Regions from separate parts of the Mus musculus genome. Here all the other regions are linked to region 3. A link is a contact called in public HiChIP or PLAC-seq and promoter capture Hi-C data. All regions are on one chromosome and are shown on one strand. Each heading gives the region's core, a stretch centred on a gene start, on an enhancer-like site or on the middle of the called end of the contact. The rest is flanking DNA. Distances are from core to core; before and after follow the strand shown. Region 1 holds the start of Dnttip1 (deoxynucleotidyltransferase, terminal, interacting protein 1). Region 2 holds the start of Zswim1 (zinc finger SWIM-type containing 1). Region 3 holds the start of Sdc4 (syndecan 4). Region 4 holds the start of Stk4 (serine/threonine kinase 4).

The links. Promoter capture Hi-C pulls out the DNA fragments that hold promoters and counts their contacts. HiChIP or PLAC-seq counts read pairs in DNA pulled down with a chosen protein or histone mark.
Region 1: a contact with region 3 is called in a promoter capture Hi-C map of neural stem cells. The contact joins the promoter of Dnttip1 here to the promoter of Sdc4 in region 3. A contact is called at or near these places in 4 of 39 promoter capture datasets (HPC-7-derived erythroid cells, cranial neural crest, neural stem cells and 1 more), 2 of 484 Hi-C or Micro-C datasets (the G1E-ER4 cell line and regulatory T cells), 7 of 115 datasets of contacts at active chromatin or transcription factors (the 3134 cell line, T-cell acute lymphoblastic leukemia, bone marrow-derived macrophages and 4 more) and 2 of 9 other capture datasets (adipose tissue and liver).
Region 2: a contact with region 3 is called in a promoter capture Hi-C map of embryonic stem cells. The contact joins the promoter of Zswim1 here to the promoter of Sdc4 in region 3. A contact is called at or near these places in 1 of 39 promoter capture datasets (embryonic stem cells), 1 of 484 Hi-C or Micro-C datasets (B cells) and 2 of 115 datasets of contacts at active chromatin or transcription factors (embryonic stem cells and stem cell-derived neural progenitor cells).
Region 4: a contact with region 3 is called in an H3K4me3 HiChIP or PLAC-seq map of the 230-238 cell line, with 14 read pairs. The contact joins the promoter of Stk4 here to the promoter of Sdc4 in region 3. A contact is called at or near these places in 5 of 39 promoter capture datasets (the C10 cell line, cranial neural crest, frontonasal cranial neural crest and 2 more), 1 of 15 datasets of contacts at CTCF or cohesin (the NIH/3T3 cell line), 4 of 484 Hi-C or Micro-C datasets (B cells, Th1 cells, embryonic stem cells and 1 more), 12 of 115 datasets of contacts at active chromatin or transcription factors (the 230-238 cell line, CD4 single positive thymocytes, the NIH/3T3 cell line and 9 more) and 3 of 9 other capture datasets (adipose tissue, liver and pancreatic islet).

Annotation. Positions count from the first base shown.
Region 1 is chr2:164,742,941-164,747,519 of GRCm38.p6, reverse strand. It overlaps Dnttip1 (deoxynucleotidyltransferase, terminal, interacting protein 1), which reads right to left and starts at 1,505. Exons shown (of 13, transcript NM_133763.1): 1 at 1,362-1,505; 2 at 743-813; 3 at 1-57. The coding sequence starts at 1,466. Wfdc3 (WAP four-disulfide core domain 3) reads left to right here and starts at 4,253. Exons shown (of 4, transcript NM_027961.1): 1 at 4,253-4,491. The coding sequence starts at 4,434.
Region 2 is chr2:164,819,546-164,824,042 of GRCm38.p6, reverse strand. It overlaps Zswim1 (zinc finger SWIM-type containing 1), which reads right to left and starts at 1,357. Exons shown (of 2, transcript NM_028028.2): 1 at 843-1,357. Zswim3 (zinc finger SWIM-type containing 3) reads right to left here. Exons shown (of 2, transcript NM_178375.2): 2 at 1,916-4,286. The coding sequence ends at 2,354. It also overlaps a transcript of Acot8 not described here.
Region 3 is chr2:164,440,329-164,444,782 of GRCm38.p6, reverse strand. Sdc4 (syndecan 4) reads left to right here and starts at 1,595. Exons shown (of 5, transcript NM_011521.2): 1 at 1,595-1,693. The coding sequence starts at 1,619.
Region 4 is chr2:164,072,201-164,076,440 of GRCm38.p6, reverse strand. Stk4 (serine/threonine kinase 4) reads right to left here and starts at 2,303. Exons shown (of 11, transcript NM_021420.4): 1 at 2,194-2,303. The coding sequence starts at 2,228.

The DNA of each region.
Region 1 (4,579 bases), core at 256-2,755, 300 kb before region 3:
ATGCTAGGCTGCAGGACAGCACGGAGGAGATCCATAGAGATGGCTGGGTCTGTGAAACTGGGGTTGTTGGGGAGACAGAGTCAGGGGAGTGTTCCAAACAGACCTTCCCAGACTACTCAGCTAGTTAGCAACATGGGATTCTAAAATTTATTTCATTATAACTCTGTGAAATAGGAATTATTTTCCAAGTATTTTATGAAATATAATACACACATATTTTTTCTTTTCCTTTTTTAGAGACAGAGTCTCACTATGTAGTCTGGTTGTCTTGGAACTCACTACATAGATCAGGCTGGCCTTAAACTCACAGAGGTCTGCCTGCCTCTGCCAAGTATTGTAATTAATAAATGATTATCACTATCCCAGGTCAAAAATACAAGAAGAATTCCCAAGGCCCATCCCTTCCCCAGGCTGGATGCCCCATGTCAAAGCTGAGAAAACAGAGTCTAAGAAAAGCTAAAGGCTTGTGTTAACAAACATCTCAGTCTGCATTAGAACAGATGTCTGTAATCTTGAATTCACATCCTCTGACTTACAGACTTCAATCACGGAGACAGACTAGACGTTCATTCCTTCCCTGCTTGGTTAGGATGTGGACCTGACAAGGTGACAGGAAGTTACAGCCTCCCCACTCCTGTGCTCTTTACGGGCTGTTGATCTCAGACTCCTACAGTGGGGTTCCCAAAGCACTCACTGCAGTCCACACAACTGGATCTCAGGTCTCACCCAGGTCGAGCCTTACCTTGTGGTCATCTGAGATCGGCGGCCCCTTCGCTGCACCTGCCGATGTTTTATCATTATGTTCCAAGGGTTCTGTTGGGGACCAAGTGGGCAAATGTCACCGAGGCTTCTCATAGTGAGGATGAGGAGAAAGTGAGTATGGCGCTAAACCTAGACGTTCCTGCTTCTCACTTCTCCCACCTTGGGGTGAAGGGGAATTAATTCAGTGGCTGGAAGACCCTGTCAGGGTGGAGGAACTGGGAAAATGTTTTCTGTCACCAATGTCCAAAGCTCGCTTTTTCTGGAAGAGCAAGAGGAAGGGCAGCAGTGTTTACCTAGGGTCTACTATGAGGCGGGTGACGAGTCAGGGCGTTCTACCCGCCTTTATCAGCCCATCCCACCACAACTCCAGCAAGCTCGGGTTATTGCTGTTCATTTCACAGAAGAGAAACCTGGCGCTCAGAGGGTGTCACATCAGGCCCACGTCACCTAGCTACAATCTGAATCCAGCTTGTAGCGGCACTGAGAAAACGACATTCCCAGGGCCGCACGGCCGCCGCGTTCTTTCGCCCGCGGGCCCGGGGCCCGGGAGCCCGAGGCCCTGCCCGGCCCGAGCCCCGGCCTCGCCCGGGCGCCCTCACCGTGAGAACCGGCTGGCCCGCCGCGCCCGCGTCGCCCAGCTCCAGGCCACCTCGCTCCGCCCCGCCGGGGCCCCGCGGCTGCTCGGTGTCGCCAGTCGCCCCCATGGCGCCCCCCGGCCCACAACAACCTCAGCTCGACTCAGCCACCGGAAAGCGGCGCCGTGACGTCACGGGAGCGCCCGAGCCACCCGGCCGGAAGCGCGACGCGCGTGCGCCGTGGGGTTGCTATGGGAACCGAACTGCCGCCTAGGAGCCACCTCGTCTTTGGTGTCGGGGACGACGTTGAGGCTTCCAGACCCCTGGGAGACAACGGCTGGGGACCGAGTGTGGGTGTTCGGGGGCCATTCAGTCAAGGGACGAGGGCGGTGTGAGGGCAGCAGAGCATACACTTCAGCGGGGGAGCACGGGGCTTCGGATGAGGGCAGCCCGAAGTTCAATCTTTGAAAACCGCAGGAACATCTGAAATCTTAGCACAGCCTCCCCCGAATTGGAGTAGTCTGACTCAGGAACCGGGAAAGCCAACAAAAGAAGGGGTTGTTGGTGCCACCCTAAATACCCAAACACCTAAACACCATACTACTAGCCTTTGCGGGCTGCCGCTTGTGTCGAAAGGCATCAGAATGAAAGTTGGGTTTTGGCTTGTGAACTAGTCCTGTTGCAGAGAGCTGGCCTTCTCTCCCCTAGATGGTTGATTCTGGGATAGGTAGGGGATGAAAGGTTTAACAACTGTGGCGTTCTCCAGAGCTCCTCTTAGCACTACCTCAGAGAGGTAAGCTGTCTGTGAAAGAATTCGGATTCAGTTACGGGTGATAAAATAACTCTTCTCGGGTCACAAGAAGCAGGTAGTGTAACGTATATGAATTTTGTGTTAGGAAAGATCTAGATTCCAACCTGATGTGATATGATCGTTAACGTTGGATAGGGCCTGGTGTGATAACATAACCCCAACACCGAGGAAGGAAGTAGCTGTGGTGTAGAGCTGTCTCAAAGCCAAAGGCTAAGAACATTGGCTGTGGGACTGGATCGCTTACCGCTATTCTCCTGCATACTAATTGCACGGTCATTCGTCCACAGTTTCAAGTATTCCAGCCTGGACCATGTAACTAAGGATCTGCCTCCACCTCCACAATGCCGGTTCACAGGCATGCCACAGTCCACGTTTGGTTTATGTCGTGTTGGAAATTGACCCCAGAGTCGTCATATGGTTGATACTAGGGCTGGATTATTTTATGCAAAGCACTTAAAACTTTGGTATAAGTAACTCCTTAAATTATTCTAATATAATAGTAATTTCCAGCAACCGTCACTTAAGGACTTTTTCCTCTGAAATATTATTGTATGTATTAAAATACTGCATATAAAACACATATTAGATAATCAACAATGCCAGTTTTGTTCCATGTTCCAACGTCCACTTTTATTTTTTTAGGTTTACTTATGTGTATGAGTGTTTTGCTGGTATGCATGTATGTATGTACATCATTTATGTACCTGGTATCCGCAGAGGTCAGAATAGGGTATTGGATCCTTTGGAAATAAAGTTATGGATAATTGTAAATTTCCCTGTGGGTGCTGGGAACTGAACCCTGGTCCTCTACAAGAGCAACACATGCTCCATGACTGCTGGGCCATCTTTCTAGCCCCAACATCCACCTTTTAACAAGGCACTTCCTTGCTTTAAACAATGGTGGCTTTTTTGTTTTTGTTTTCCCTTAGGCAAGACCCTCCTCTGTAGCTCTAGGCTGAGCTTCAATTTAGGCCCAAGCTGACAGTGTAATCTACCTGTCTCTCTCTGCCTTCCCAAGACTGGAATGGCAAGCAGACACTACCATGCCTGGCTTTGGATATATGAAGATAGTCTTTTGTTGTTACGTTTTTACCTGTACTCTGCCCTTAACCTTACTGGGCTCAGCGGTGTCACTGGACACTATTAGATATCACAGCCAATGGAGGACATGTGCTATACAAATAAAAAGAAGCAGGGGAGAAGGTGACAGAGGAGACATGAAAGACCGAGTCATCGCAGCTGCCCTCTCTAATTTTGATGACTATCTTTCATTTTGTCTAAGAGTGGCATATGTGGTCCACAGGGACCAAGCTGCAACCCTTTTGTTTTCTCATATTGATGCTGAAACACTCCGATGCTCCTCTTCCCGGAGTTGGACATGGTGTCAGGCTTAAGTTACATCATTAGCTCGGCTATTTTCTTCTTAAGTTGTCTTTCCAGTTCCTCCCTGTCGAGGACTAGGTGCAGAGGCCCCTCTCCAGCCCATGGACGGAACAAGGAACACTGAGCTTTTGTTCCCATCAGGGTCATTCTTGGCAAAGCCAGCAATGGACTGGCGCCAGGGCTCTGGGGGGCTGAGGCCAGGTTTCCACGTAAGCTGTGGTTAAATGTTCCAGACCTTGAGACATGAAATGCTTTGCTTACTGTACCAGAATATACCTTGCAAAAGAGGAGCTAGTGCTCCCTGTAATTCTGCTGTAACTACCTGTAACCTACTGGTTTGTATTCTGCTTCTCCATCCGAGGCTATGTAAAGAGTGGTGACATTAATAAACTTGCTGGCTTGAGTCATCGGCCATTGACCCTTCACACCCCCAGCTTTGGACTGTTTATTTTTCTTATCTCTGGTCCTTTCTCTCAGAATCCCAGTGTGGACCCAGCAAGAACCACTGGTCTGGTTCACCCTCTGTCATTTTGACTGCAACTGAGTCCTTCCAAAGCCCTTTTGGTCTCTCTTTGACCTTTAACCCAGAGGCTACCTCTCCATTTTTCTAGCTTCCCACGGGACCTCATCACTTGACTAAGAGTGTTAGGTATATCCCACGGCAGCATTTGGTCCCTCCCATCACATGTGCTCTTTGGTAGTGCCAGGAAATTTCCCACACGCCAGCAGCCAATCACTGTTCTCATTGTCAGGAGAAGCTGTTCTTAGGGGATAATTGCTTCAGAGAAACCACTGGGATTAGATTGACAGGAGCTACTTAGTCCTTCCTTCTGCTGCTACCTCTCCCCTGAACTGAGCTCCTGACTCTCATAGCCAGCAGGACGTTAAGACACCTCTTCCTCATGAAGGCACTTCTTGCTCTTGGGTTCCTGGCATCTTGGGTAGCTGCAGGAGAGCACGGTGAGCTATCATTGGGGGGGTCCTTGGCTAAAAACTAATAGAAAAGTTAACCAGGGGAGTGGAGAACTCCCCTCTAAAGTTCCTCATT
Region 2 (4,497 bases), core at 108-2,607, 380 kb before region 3:
ACTTGGGAGGCAGAAGCAGGCTGATCTCTGTGAGTTCTAGGCGAGCCAGGGCTGTTACACAGAGTACCCCTCTGTCTCAAAAAACAAAACAAAAAAACCCATATGGCATGTGGACCTTCTTTTTCTACAGAAGGATTCTGCTGTGTAGCTCTGACTTGTCCACAGCAATCCTCTCACCTCAGCTTCCAAGTGCTGCAAATAAGGCATGTGTCAACATTTAATTCTTTTTTAAAAATCATTCTAAATATTTGCATGGCCTTTCTGTTCACAAATTCTTATAATTCTTACCAACTTTTTCTTTGGTCCTGGTATATACCAGGAAAAAAAAACTGCTCAAAATTTGCTGTGAAATATTGAGCAAGCCAATTGCCTTCTCTGAAACTTGATTCCTTTCACTTTATTTATTTTTTTCTTTTGGCTTTTTTCGAGACGGTTTCTCTGTATAGCCCTGGCTGTCCAGGAACTCACTCTGTGGACCTCGAACTCTAAAATCTGCCTGCCTCTGCCTCCCAAGTGCTGGGATTAGAGGCATGCGCCACCACTGGCCGGCAATTCCTTTCACTTTAAGGGGGCTAGCATGTGTGTAACCTCTCCTGCGCCTACACATATCCTGATTGGATGTAATGCTTTATGCAAATGTTTCCCATTTGGCTCCATTCACTGTCCCCATTTCGCCGATGAAAGACTCAGGTTCAAAGACACATGAAAGACTGAGGTAGAAAGCATAGGCTATCTGTCCATCATTACAACAGCTGGAAGCCGAGCTTTGGCTCCAGATCCTGATGGCATCCTATAGAGTCCCAAATTATGGATCAGGAAGGGAAGGCGGCCTCTGACCTCACCTGAACACCGGTGGGGGACGCGGAAGGCTGAGGTTCGTGTTCAAGCCCAGCGGAGCCGAAATCCACCTTCCACTGGTGGAAGCTGAATGCACTAGTCGCTGAGACCCGGCTTCACGCCTCCACGGCCGAGACCATTCGCGCACCGGCAGACGCGGCAGCCATTCCTCCCACTGGGCCCGCCTCCGACTGACTGACGTCCAGCCTCGCCAATCACCACGCCAGCTTCACAATGACTCAGACCAAAGGAGCTCGCTGTGGAACTTGGGAGTTACGGACCAATCCTGGACTGGCAGCTCCTGGACGGGGCTGTTGCCAGGGTTACAGAGGCTCGGCCAGAAATCACCAATGAGAGCTTGTGGAAGGATGTTCAAGCCCGGAACAGGCCGCCCGAGGGCGAAGCCTCCCTTCGGTCTAGGGGGCTGGAAAGGCGGCACCTTTTAAAGGCCAAAATAAAAATAAAAAAGAGCAGTGTTTTATACGGACAACATTTAGTTTGTCGGCTATCGAGCTGTCAAGCTCCGTAGATACAGAATGGTGGAAAAAGGTGCAAATGTAATCCTGCATTCTTTGCCTTGTGGAGAAACTGAGGCTTGTAATTCCGGTTATTCAGGGTCTGAGATAGGATCAAGAATTTGAAGCTAACTCAGGCAACCTAGTAGGACCAAGTCTTAAACAGCTGGGTGTGGTGTCACACGTATTTAATCCTAGCACTGGGGAAGCAGAAGCCAGCCTGGTCTACATCAAGTTCCAGGCTAGGCTTCTCTCGAAAATAAAATTAAAAAGTTTAAATTAGGAATTTGCCCACAGCGTCCCAGCAAGTGGCTTGCAGTAAAATCTAGGATTTAGGTCGGTCTTTCCTCCTGGTCCCTGACAGGACAGAATGAACAAGACAAGCTACCATCTGTGTTGTAGGATAGGTTGGTAGGAAGAGGGCAGAGTATGGGGGTGCATTACTAACCCTCTGAATGTCAAGTACCCCATTAGACAACATTCATGGTTCCTTTAAAATGACAACGTTTTGAGGCCGCTAGTCTGGGCTACATGAGGCCCCGTCTCAAAAAACACAAACGTGAAACAAAACAAAAACCGACTTTATTAGTGTGAATAAAAATACGTAACAGGTATTTTCTAAAGAGCAGCAACAGTTGACAATCAAGGGCTACCCTCCTCCCCCTCTGTCTCTGGACACAAAGCTCCTTTCCGGGCCCATTGTGTTTATCCTAACCTGGGCAAGGGTTCGTCTGTGTAGGCTGGGAAGAAAGGAGCATGCCCTTTCATATGGAATAACTTTGGCTTTGAACAATGAACAAGGTGTCTACAGAACGCCAAAGGTAGGGCTGAAATGAGGCAGGGTCAAAGGATTGTCACAGTGGAGTCCCTCTCCCCCGAGTTTTAAGATCTTCTTAGCCCTTACCTAGGAAGACACTGATAAAAATACTGACCTACAGTCTGACCCACCACTTTGAACTGTCCCAAGGTGGTTCTGAGATGGGTTCACTAGTACAAACACTTCAATCATGAACCATGGCTTCAGCAAGAGGGGGGCTGTCTGCTTCCTCTAGCTTTCCCCAGAGGAAAGGGAGGCAGCCCACGTCTCTGAAGTCAACTGGCTGCTGACTGGACTCAGGCAGCTGATAGGGGTCTGCCCAGATGTCCACAATCTTGCGCAGGGTGGAGCAGCGCTCCTCCAGCTCTGGCCCCTCGGTCTGCATCAGCAGGTTTGCCAGCTCCCTGCTTAGGTCCCGAATCATGTGGTTCTGACCTTGCTTTTCAGGCTGATCTGTGTTTGGGATGATTCCACGGTCTTGCAGCTCCCCATTGGGGTCAAGGAGGTGCTGGTATTTCTTCTGCCACCGGCAGCACACCATGGCTTCCCCTACTGGCTGCTGGCTGGTATGCAACAGAGCCAAAATGTGGCGGCATGGCAGATGGTAGCACTGTTGAAAGGAGCAGCTGCAGCTACAGCCATCTTTGCTCACCTGGTGTGAGTTCTCTAGCAGCTGAACAGCCACTGAGGAGCCGGCCTCGTCTACCAGGTGGGTGGAATTCTGTACCACCTCCCACTCATTATGACACAACTTGTAGGCTAGTTCAGAGCCACTCTGGTGCAAGATGTCTAGCATGCCAGCCTTGGAGGACTGATCCTGGGGCTGTGGCAACTGAGACTGTGCTGAGTCTGCCTTTGTCTCTTCTACCTCTTCCACAGGGAGCCTGGTGTCACCCCCACCACAAATTCTAAAAGGCTTCTTGGGCCTTGGAGGCGTGCTTGGGAGCCGAGTTCTCCTTAACTTGGGAGCATTTGTGGGCAAGCTCTTCAGACCTTTGGTATTAAAGAAGTCTATGTAATCCACAAAGTGAAGGATGCAGTCCAGCAGAGACCGCTGTTCCCGAAAGAGGCTTGACACCTTGCTGGTGACTATGTCTAGGCTGTCCATGTAGGTGTTACATGCATGCAGGCCCTTCCTCACATGTATGTACCACAGCAGTTCACAGGAGAACCAATGGGCCTGGAGGAAACTGAAGAGTTCCTCATCTAGTAGGACTTGGGACATCTCACAGAGATTTTTTAGGCTTGCATCAGAAGAGACAAACACAGCTTCCCGCAGAGCTTCTTTCATGAGCCTTTTAAAAGACGCATTTACTGAACTCTGGTGTAACTTCTTCTCCAAGAGACGAGTGGTGTGGTAGATAGAGAGGAGAGTGCGGGCAGAGGGGAAGATCTCCTGTAAGATCGCTCGGTGAGGGAATGAAGGGTCCACAAAGACCATCTTGACCTTGGGCCAATCAGAGTTGAATTCTGTAAAGATATTGAGCATCTTGGCCACAGAAGGCGCTGTCTCAGCCTTGAGCACAGCGAAGTGCACCACTCGACTCTCTCGCTCCTTGTTCTCCACCAAGAAAGCATACAGAATATGGCCCTGGCTGTTTTCCACCCGGTGCAGCAAGAGTGTCTCTGGGAATCGGGCGAACAGGTCACTCATCTTGCTGCTCTGGAAGCTGAGTCGGTCTAGGTCTTGGCTGGTGCCCACACTGAAGGAGGCCATTGAGCCCTCGTCCACGGTAAGAAAGTTCTTCATCACTTTTGCTATCTTGGCCATATCAGAAGGACTGATGCCCTCCTGTTCTGGATTTGAGGGCTTGTGTATCTTATCGAGGCAAAATGACGGCTCTACTGAGGGCTTCTCTGCTGTATCAAGGTCTTTCCTGATGCTGAGCTGCACCGGCGGGAGTTTGTGTAGACATATTGCCTGAGGCTTGCTAGCAGGGATTCCTCCAGAAGCATTAGAGTCAGCATGAATGTGCTGGGTATTCAACTCACTGATAAACAGTCTATCTAGAGTCTCGTTGTATTGCAGCAGCAGATACGCTGGACACCTGTCCACCTTCCGAGTTTTCTTCCTGTTTGACTGCGTCCGAATACAGACAAATTTCACCTGCACATATCTAGGGAAGGTAGAGGTGACAATGAGAAAGGTGCTGGTTGCCCCTCTTGTAAGATAAGACCTGGTAGCCATTTATATTGACCAATACATTTCTTAGAGACCACAAAGCCGTCTAGAGTGTGAGGAGAAGAATGTGCAGTGACTCTGTAGTCACAGCACTTTCGGCTCCCCCTTCAAGACTGTCCCTATTACAACACCCCTTAGTTTCTTCT
Region 3 (4,454 bases), core at 346-2,845:
TGCCTCTCCTATAAAACCATGCCTAATAAGAAAGGATTTCTCCTTGTCATCCTCCTTCCTTTGAGACAGGGTCTCTCTACATAGCCCTGACTCATTGTGTAGACCAGGCTGGTCTTGAATTCAGAAATCTACTGGCACATGTCACCACACCCGGCTTATGAGAAAGAGTTTCTTATTCTAGTTAGAGTGATTCATTTATTTTCTCAGTGCCCAACTTTTAGGGAAGTATATTCAAATAATTGAGAACAATTGCTCACCGTTAAGTCTGGGGCAAGATAAACCCACGGTCAGTATTGGAAAACTGTTTTTCTCTCAAAGCTCTCTGCCACAAGAGACTTTAATTCTCAGAAAATAATTAAGGGCTAGAATAAGGAAAGCCAAGGAATAGAACAGGACAGAGTATGCCCTGCCTGTATTCTTATGGAGGAGGTAGTGCTGAGCTGGGACATAGTGAGTTAGGGTTAGTTTAGGCAATTCAAAGAGGAACAGGGGCGAGGGGTCATATTTACCTTGGAAAGTATGTGAATTCAGAATATCCTAAGACAGGCCAAAATGCCCTAATTCCAAAACCACATTATGTATGCACAAATGTACCCTTAGAACAATGTATCGGTATGTCAAAGATCAAAAGTTTTGATTGATGGTTCTAGCATGCCCCTCCCCCTACTTTTTTAAAGACAGGGTTTCACACTGACACCAGCTGGCTCATTTTAAACTCCGACTGTCCCCTTGCCTCAGTATCTCAAATGCCAGGATGACAGCCCTTCCCTATCACGTGTGTGTGTGTGTGTGTGTCCTTCAGTTTTTCGATTATTGATTCCATCAGTATCTGTGCTGAGGGTGGGACTAAAGAATCTTACCATTACCTACTTTGTTAGGATGGTGTTAGAAGCAACATTCTTGGATCCGGTGTAGAAGCCGCCTTGAGAAATAAGAGAGTCAATTGAGAGGACAAGTCAAAAGAGTAAGACTATTTCGTGACACGTGAGTATTACACACAATTCACACTTCAGTTGATAAATCACACTGTTTAGTGCACAGGCAGGCTCGTTCCTTTGTCTTTCCAGCTGCTTCTGCGCTGGCGCCCTGGGGTTGGAATAATTTCGACAGCAGGCCTGGAAAAACTTGAACCATTTCGTCGTTGTCGGTTCAGAGTTGCTAATCAAAAACTATCCGAATTCAAGCGCCACTTGGGGAATACTCCCTGACAAAGCGGAGCGCATCCGCTTTGAAGACTGGTAAAAACAGCAGACCCCTAGTCAATCCTACCCCGTTTATGGGCCTCAGTTTCCCCAGCTATAAATTGGGGGCTAAGCAGTGATCCTCGGATTTTAGGCAGACTGCCTCGCAGTAGATCGGTTAACTATCATGGGCTGCAGCTCCTGGAGCTACAGATTGAGGTCAGTTTGGAGCCGGCAGGCACGCTGTGGGCGGGTCCCCGGGCGGGTTGGGTCCCACCCCAGTGGTTTCCAGCTTGCCCAGCGCAGCACCCCGCAGGCCTAAGCTTTCCCGGGGGAATTCCGGGCGGTGCGGGCGAGCACTGGGGGCGGGGCAGGGCTGCTGCCTATAAGAAGGGCTGCGCGCCCGCTCCGGGCCACTGGTTTGCGCTGTTGAAGCCATGGCGCCTGCCTGCCTGCTTGCGCCGCTGCTGCTGCTGCTCCTCGGAGGCTTCCCCTTGGTCCCCGGAGAGTCGGTATGTATTTGAAGGATGTCTTGGAGGGGGGAGAATTGGGGGGTGCCTTCTTTGTCCCCTCAAATCCCGGGATCCGGAGGGAGTAGGGTGCATCGCGAACTGTGCTCCCTCCCCCCAACCCCCTCTGGACGCCGAGACAGGGAAAACTTTGTGAGGAAACTTTGCTCTTGGGTCTCGAGAAGGCTGCCGGAGACTCTTCCACGCGCCGTGCACCCCTAGCCTGTTGCTCTGAGCTCTGGACTCAGCCTGGCCTCTGGGCTCCCGGGTGGGACGTGACTAAGTTGGTGTCAACTTTTCTCCTCCCACACCCTCACCCCTACTTTGTGATCCCAGTGCTGGCGCTGCGCGCGGAGTGGCCCTCTGGGTGTCCATAGCAGGAGGCTCGAATCTGAGATGGTCTGGGGACGGGGTGGGCAGCTTGTATTCGGGAGCTGGAACACTTTAGGGCTGTGCGGAGGACCCCGTTTCACAAACCCTGGGGAATGGAGAAGACTGAATCCTGGCCTTCGTTCTGGCCACAGTCTTGGTACGACTGACTTAAGGGGCAAGATCACCTCCTTCTAAGGTCACCTGACCTATCTACAGAACATATCATGAGGTGACCCTTCCTGCTTTAGGCTGTCCAAAAAGTAGGGTTCCTTATTTTTCCAGAGCGGACTTAAAGGATAACTTTCCGATCAGCTCCAGGCTAGAGATTGAGCTTCAACTGTTTTGTGGGAAGTGTTTTGGTTGAAACCGCACACGGGGAAATTGAGGCACCCACCTGAGTGCGGAGAAGGATCTAGAGGAGAAAAGATCCCAGGGAACCTAAAGAAACCTTTCCTTTTCAGGATCAGAGTCAACAAGGATCTAGGGCCGGATCAGCTCAGTCCTAGCAGGCGTTTAGGAGGCAAGGGAATTTACAGGGCATGACAGTTCCTGGGAGAGGGTGGTCTGACCCATGAGCACGGGCCATTTGTACCGTTAGTCTAAGTTTTAGGGGGAGTGAGACTCTGGAGTTTAATCATTAATGTTCTTTTGAAAGCCACCTTTTCTCTGGGCTTATTTAGGGAATAGTTGATTATGTTCAGGAGGCTCGAGATGAGAGTGTATGCACTCTCTAGCACAATTGCAGTTAGGTACGGAACCCATTGCATGCTGGTTTCTGCTCTGATGGCTTCCTGGTGGCTTTGGAATCGAGCGTGTTTAATTTCAGAAAACCTCCCTGTTTACCATTCTTAAACTAGTCCTCAGGCAGAGGTTAAGTAACCTGCTGAAGGTCACACAGCTACCAACCAGCTGAGTCAGGCAGAAGTTAAGACAGACTTGGAAATGCCTGCTTTTATCTTCTCGTCCCTGTGGCTGCTGTTAGGTCCCGTTTTCCCATAATTCCAGACTGGTCTAACATCTATTGATGCTTGGGATTGGAGAGCCTCAAGGTGTATTGTGAGTGGAATGAACGAGAATATGAGGGAATGGCTTTCCACTAAAGGGAAGGCATCTTTGCAGAAAGGTGGTGACTGAGCGAGCCCAGCGTGCCTTCCTGTTGCATTAACCTTAAATGAGCGGCTGAAGGCTATTCTGAAGTCGAGTCCTTCCTTGTGGACATCTGAAGGAATGCTGGCCGAGCAGTGTGAGGAAAAAGGACCTAGGAGATGGCTGAGGTCACCATGTGGCCAGTCACATGCCATTGCGCTCCCCTCGGGCTGCTAAGCCAGCAGGTGCTTTGGGGGAGGAGTAGACCGCAGTGTCCCCCAGATACAGTCAGAAGGATGTGGTTTGTGGGGGGTAGGTTTTGCCAGGCCTGCTTTGGGTGACCTGATCTAGCAAGGGGGAGAAGCCAGCCTAAAGCAGCTGCTTCCGGAGGCCTCGGTCTCAATCTCTGGTCCTGACCTCAGTTCTCCCTCCTCCCTGCCTAATGTCAGGAGCATCTTGCCTCTAATTGGGTCACAGGGCTTCCCCCTTAGATTGTGGTCAGAAAAATCGGACCAAATGTCTCTTGGGCTGGAAAAGCAAGTGATACTGTCTGCCTTTCTTTCTCCCTTGGAATGAGAGAGAAAGACAGAGACAGAGACAGAAAATGAAGCCTGGGGAGAGGATTTAGCTAACAGCTGTTTTGATTTATTGAGCACATTCTGATAACTGAGTAATTAGGCCCTCACAAAAAACAAAAACCAAAACACCACCATCACACCACCGCCGCCACCACCAAAACCCAGCACACGTGGTTACGTTCTTGTATTCTCTTTTCCAGAAAAGTATATTGAAAGATTAAATGATACCATCTTTTAATACTGAGTATACAAGCAGGCCATCTACTCTCTACAGAGTAGTCTTGCCACCTTCACGCTACGAGGGACTTTCTCCAAATTTTCGGTTTAGTCCAAACCCAGATTTGGGAAAGGCAGCCCATGCTAAACGCCCGCTGCCCTCTCCTCTGCTTGGCGGGTTTGCCATCTTAAACCTGTTCTTCCTGTCCAGCTGGGAGCATTCCCTGATCTGCCTTCTGCCCCTCCCACCCTGGCCAATTAAAGGCAGCCTTGTTTTTGGGATGGTGGTTGGGGGGGGGAGGTGAGGGGTGTGGGCCAAGGTGTTGCTGCCCAGGGGCACAGCCCACTGACTTGGCACCAATCCCAGGCAGCTCCGAGGAAGTATCTCCCACCCACCTGGTGTACTTCAACTTAAAGACGTTTCTAGTCTACTTGAGAACCCTCTCCTTGGTAGCCAGGAAGTGGGGGCTGAGTTCCCAAGGAGGTTCTAGGGCCTATGAGTGGCTGGTGAG
Region 4 (4,240 bases), core at 1,054-3,553, 370 kb after region 3:
GGAGATCAGAAACTTTGAAAGCGGAAGAGATAAGGGCACAGCCAGAGGAGAATGAAGACCACACGAAGAGGTGGGAGGAAAGGTGGTCATTTGTAAGCCAAAGACATCTGATTCCAAACTTCCAGCCTCCAGAATGGCAACTACATAAAAAATTAATTTCTGTTGCTTAAACCATCCAGGTGTGGTGCTTGTTATAGCAATCTGAACCACTTAATTCTGATAGTAAAATGCAGCAGTCCACTAGTTACAACGAATAAGGCAGCACCAATCCTCCAAGGACTCGGCCCTGCCACACTCTTCTCTCGCGCTTTACTACAGTTCTTACAATCCAAATGGTGGTCTGGCAGTGGTGGCGCACGCCTTTGATCCCAGCACTTGGGAGGCAGAGACAGGTGGATTTCTGAGTTCGAAGCCAGCCTGGTCTATAGAGTGAGTTCCAGGACAGCCAGGGCTATACAGAGAAACCCTGTCTCTGGAGGAGAGAGAGAGAGAGAGAGAGAGAGAGAGAGAGAGAGAGAGAGAGAGAGAACAAAACTATTAGTTAAATGAAGGTTTTGGGGGAAAGGAATGGAAGAATAACTGGCCTAGTGGTTACTGATTCCGTACATACAGGAACAATCTGCTAAGATGCGTATATACAAAGAAAGACCCAATGTAACAGGTAACTTCCAGAGAGACATCAGAGTAAAAAAGCTAAGCGCAAGGATTTTAAGACTAGATCACCAGATGTTAACACCCCAACTGTGCCTCTAACTATGGAGCAGCTAACAAGTGGCCTGCCTCTCTGTGCCCTGGCTTTATCCTCTTTACACTAAGGATACAGGGATATCCTCCTTATATGATAGTTGCGAAGGCTAGCTGCGCCAGTAAGGTGTACCATGTTTACAAGTTCAAAACACCAGCAATTTCCTATGGCTGAACAGGCAAGCTGGAAAGCAATGAAACAGTGCCTGCCGCCCTGCAGCATTCTCTGGCTGTAATTAATAAGTACTCCTTTGAGTGCCTCAGCACACCACACTAAGTCAAACCTGAGCCCATCTCAACAAGCTGTTTGTTTGATTCCATGTTTGTGTACTTCCAACAGACCCTGCCTCCCCTAAGAGTGCTGCCCAGGCTTTCACACACACACACACACACACACACACACACACACACACACACACCACCTCTCCGGTGCCCGGCACTCCCTTACTCTGAACACTTCCTATTTTAGTGCTCATTCTGCTGCAGGAAGTCAAATGTCTTCTCTGTGAAACCCAAGTTTTTAGCTGTGTCTGAGAGAAGCACGACTCCCTCAGGCTCTAGGCTTTTTTTCTCCAGGTGAGACGGGGAGTGGTCCAGCACAACAGCAGTCAGTTCATCTTGACCCAAAACAACTCTAGATACTTCTAGAATCTAGAGCCAAGAGAGTATCGAAACAGAATTTGAACAGGACAAAGTCTGGCTGAGCCTACTGTGTCTAAACTCTATTTATTGGACCTCAGATTACCCACTCCCGGGTTGGTGTTTGTTTGTTTGTTTGTTTGTTCTTTATCAACGTCCCAACTTTGGGTGTTGGAAGGCTGAGGACGATTTGAAAAAAAGTAGGCAGTCACTCATGAACTCAGTAATAAAAGCCATTACCGCCATCACTACTAATACATCATCCTACATGGGGCGGACACCCTGAAGCCCCTTGGAAACTCTAGCCCCCCATAACCCTTTCTCCATTACTAGAACCGTGAAACGTTGGTACTGACACAGTAAGGCAGTTAGGAGCAATGACTTGGGACAGAACCACCAGGACCCAAAATCCCCGCTCCACCCCTTACTTAGCCATGGGACCTCCAATCAATGTTTCTAACGACTTCTGCCTCGAAAGCGAAGCAACAGGGTTAAGTCCTCGCTCACCCGGCCTCAGCATTCGCCCCTACATCCTCGGGTCCCTTCTTGGGGCGCCTTCCCCGGCCTCTGCTGGGGTCTCCCCTAACTTGTCCGCACGTTGCCCAGAGAGTGCTCTCTCTAAGCAAAACCACTTCTGCCCGGGCCAGCGGACGCTCCCTCCTCTCTCGGCAGGTGCTACTGCAGCCCGGTCACCAGCCTCGCGGGTCCCTCTCCTCCCGGCCCGAGCTCGCACGCCGGGGTCTACCCTCAGCAAGCTCGCGCCTTCTCTCCTCACCCAACTCTCTTGCCTCTCAGCCTACGGCCCCTCACCTGCGCGGTGGGTTCCTCAGCTGCACGGTCTCCATGGCGCTGCCGGCAGCCGCCCAGACTGCCTCAATGCTCCATCCTCCCGGAGCCCGCCCCGCGAACCCTCCCACACTTCCGCTTTCCGCCCCTACCGGAAGCGAGAGGAGGCTGGGCGGAGCGGCGGGAGTCACGTGGCACAGTGGCGGGCGGATACAGAAGTCAGAAAGCCGAAGAGGTGCCTCTCGGGCGGCCTCTAGTGGCCCGAGTGTCAGCGACACCCTCTCCTTGACTTGCCTTTGGACTGAATACTTTCAAGCCTGACTCCTTGAGGGTTCTCCAGTTTCTCAGATGGGGAGGCTGTTAGCAAAGCACGGGCTTGATAAGTGAGTTCTTAAAATATATATATATAAATATATATATATATTTATATATATGTATATATATATTTATATATGTGTGTATATATATATTTATATATGTGTGTATATATATATTTATATATGTGTATATATATATATTTATATATATTTATATATATTTATATATATTTATATATATTTATATATATATTTTATATATGTGTGTGTGTGTATATATATATTTATATATATTTATATATATATATTATATATATATATATATATAGAGAGAGAGAGAGAGAGAGAGAGAGAAAGAAAAAGAAGTGAGTTCATATTAGGGCCAAGGGGAAAAGCCCCAAGCCCTCTGTAAACTAGGGCGCAGTCAAGAAACCATCAAAATCTCTGCTCCAAGACTGGAGAGGTTTTATTGTAGATGAGACCAAACAGCATCTGGAAGACTCCTGAGCAGAGAGAAAAAAACAGACTGGCCAAGGCCAGGGCTATATCTTCCGGGCAGAAAAAATTAGCGAAGAGGGAGAAGAGCCGGTCGGGACCTTGCTGTAGCGTAACTGCTGCGGAGGGGAGTGTGCAAGTTGTAATCTGGAACAGCCTGGGAGCATAGTGGAGGAGGTAAGGAGGGCCAGGCTGCTTTGCTACTCATAACAGATATATGTTACTAGGGACCAAGGACCCTGCAGGTTAGCTTGGCTTAAGTCTCCTTTACCAAAGGCAAGGACGATAAAGGAGTGACTCCTTTTGGTAGACAGAAACCAACAGGTTACAGAGGACTACTCGGGTCTGTCCACCAGCAATCCTTTTGTTTACACTTTCAATATTCAACACAAGCCTTCCCTTTTGGGGGAGGAATTGGGGGTTCGCTTTGGACCTGGCACACCCCCAAAAACGGAAAGATCCACTAATTTAGTCCAAAATGACAGTCTAGACTCAGCTCAAGCCGATAGGGTTATTGACAAAAATAAAGCTCAAGGGCTGGAGGGGTGGCTCAGTGGTTAAGAGCACTGACTGCTCTTGAAGAGGTTCTGAGTTCCATTCCCAGCAACCACATGGTGGCTCACAACCTGTAATGGGATCTGATGTCCTCTTCTGGCGTGTGACTGAAGACAGCTGCAGTGTACTCACATACATAAAATCAATAAATCTTTTTAAAAAAATAAAACTCACAGATTTCTGAAGTTCCGTCGCTGAGCCCTCACCGTTCTGTTTTTAGGGGCGTAGTGGGTATATTTTTAGTTTAGGGTTGTTTGTAGGGATTTGTTTGAAGCAGCATCTGTATATTCCCTGACTGGCCTGGAACATGCTATGTAGACCAGGCTGGCCTCAAATTCAGAAACCAACCTGCCTCTACCTCCTAAGTGCCGGGATTAAAGCGTCCACCACCAAGCCCAGCTCCAGTGTTATCCATGTGTATTCACTGTATTCATCTGTATCCATCTGTATTCACCCACTAAATAAGTTTTATGGTCCACAAGATGCCAGGCGCTTTCCAGCTTTCTGGAATCCTGATCCCGACATCTCAGGTTTCAGCTGATTCTCTGCCTCAGAGGCTCTCTGTGGCCTGCTCAGGTTTAACAGCCTCCACAGGGGTATTTCCTATTGTTTGCCTTCCCCAATCTCCAGGTTCTCCCAGCATCCCTCAGTGCCTACCTGCCATGCCATGCCCCCACCCCTGAACTTTAAGCCCAGAGGCTGGG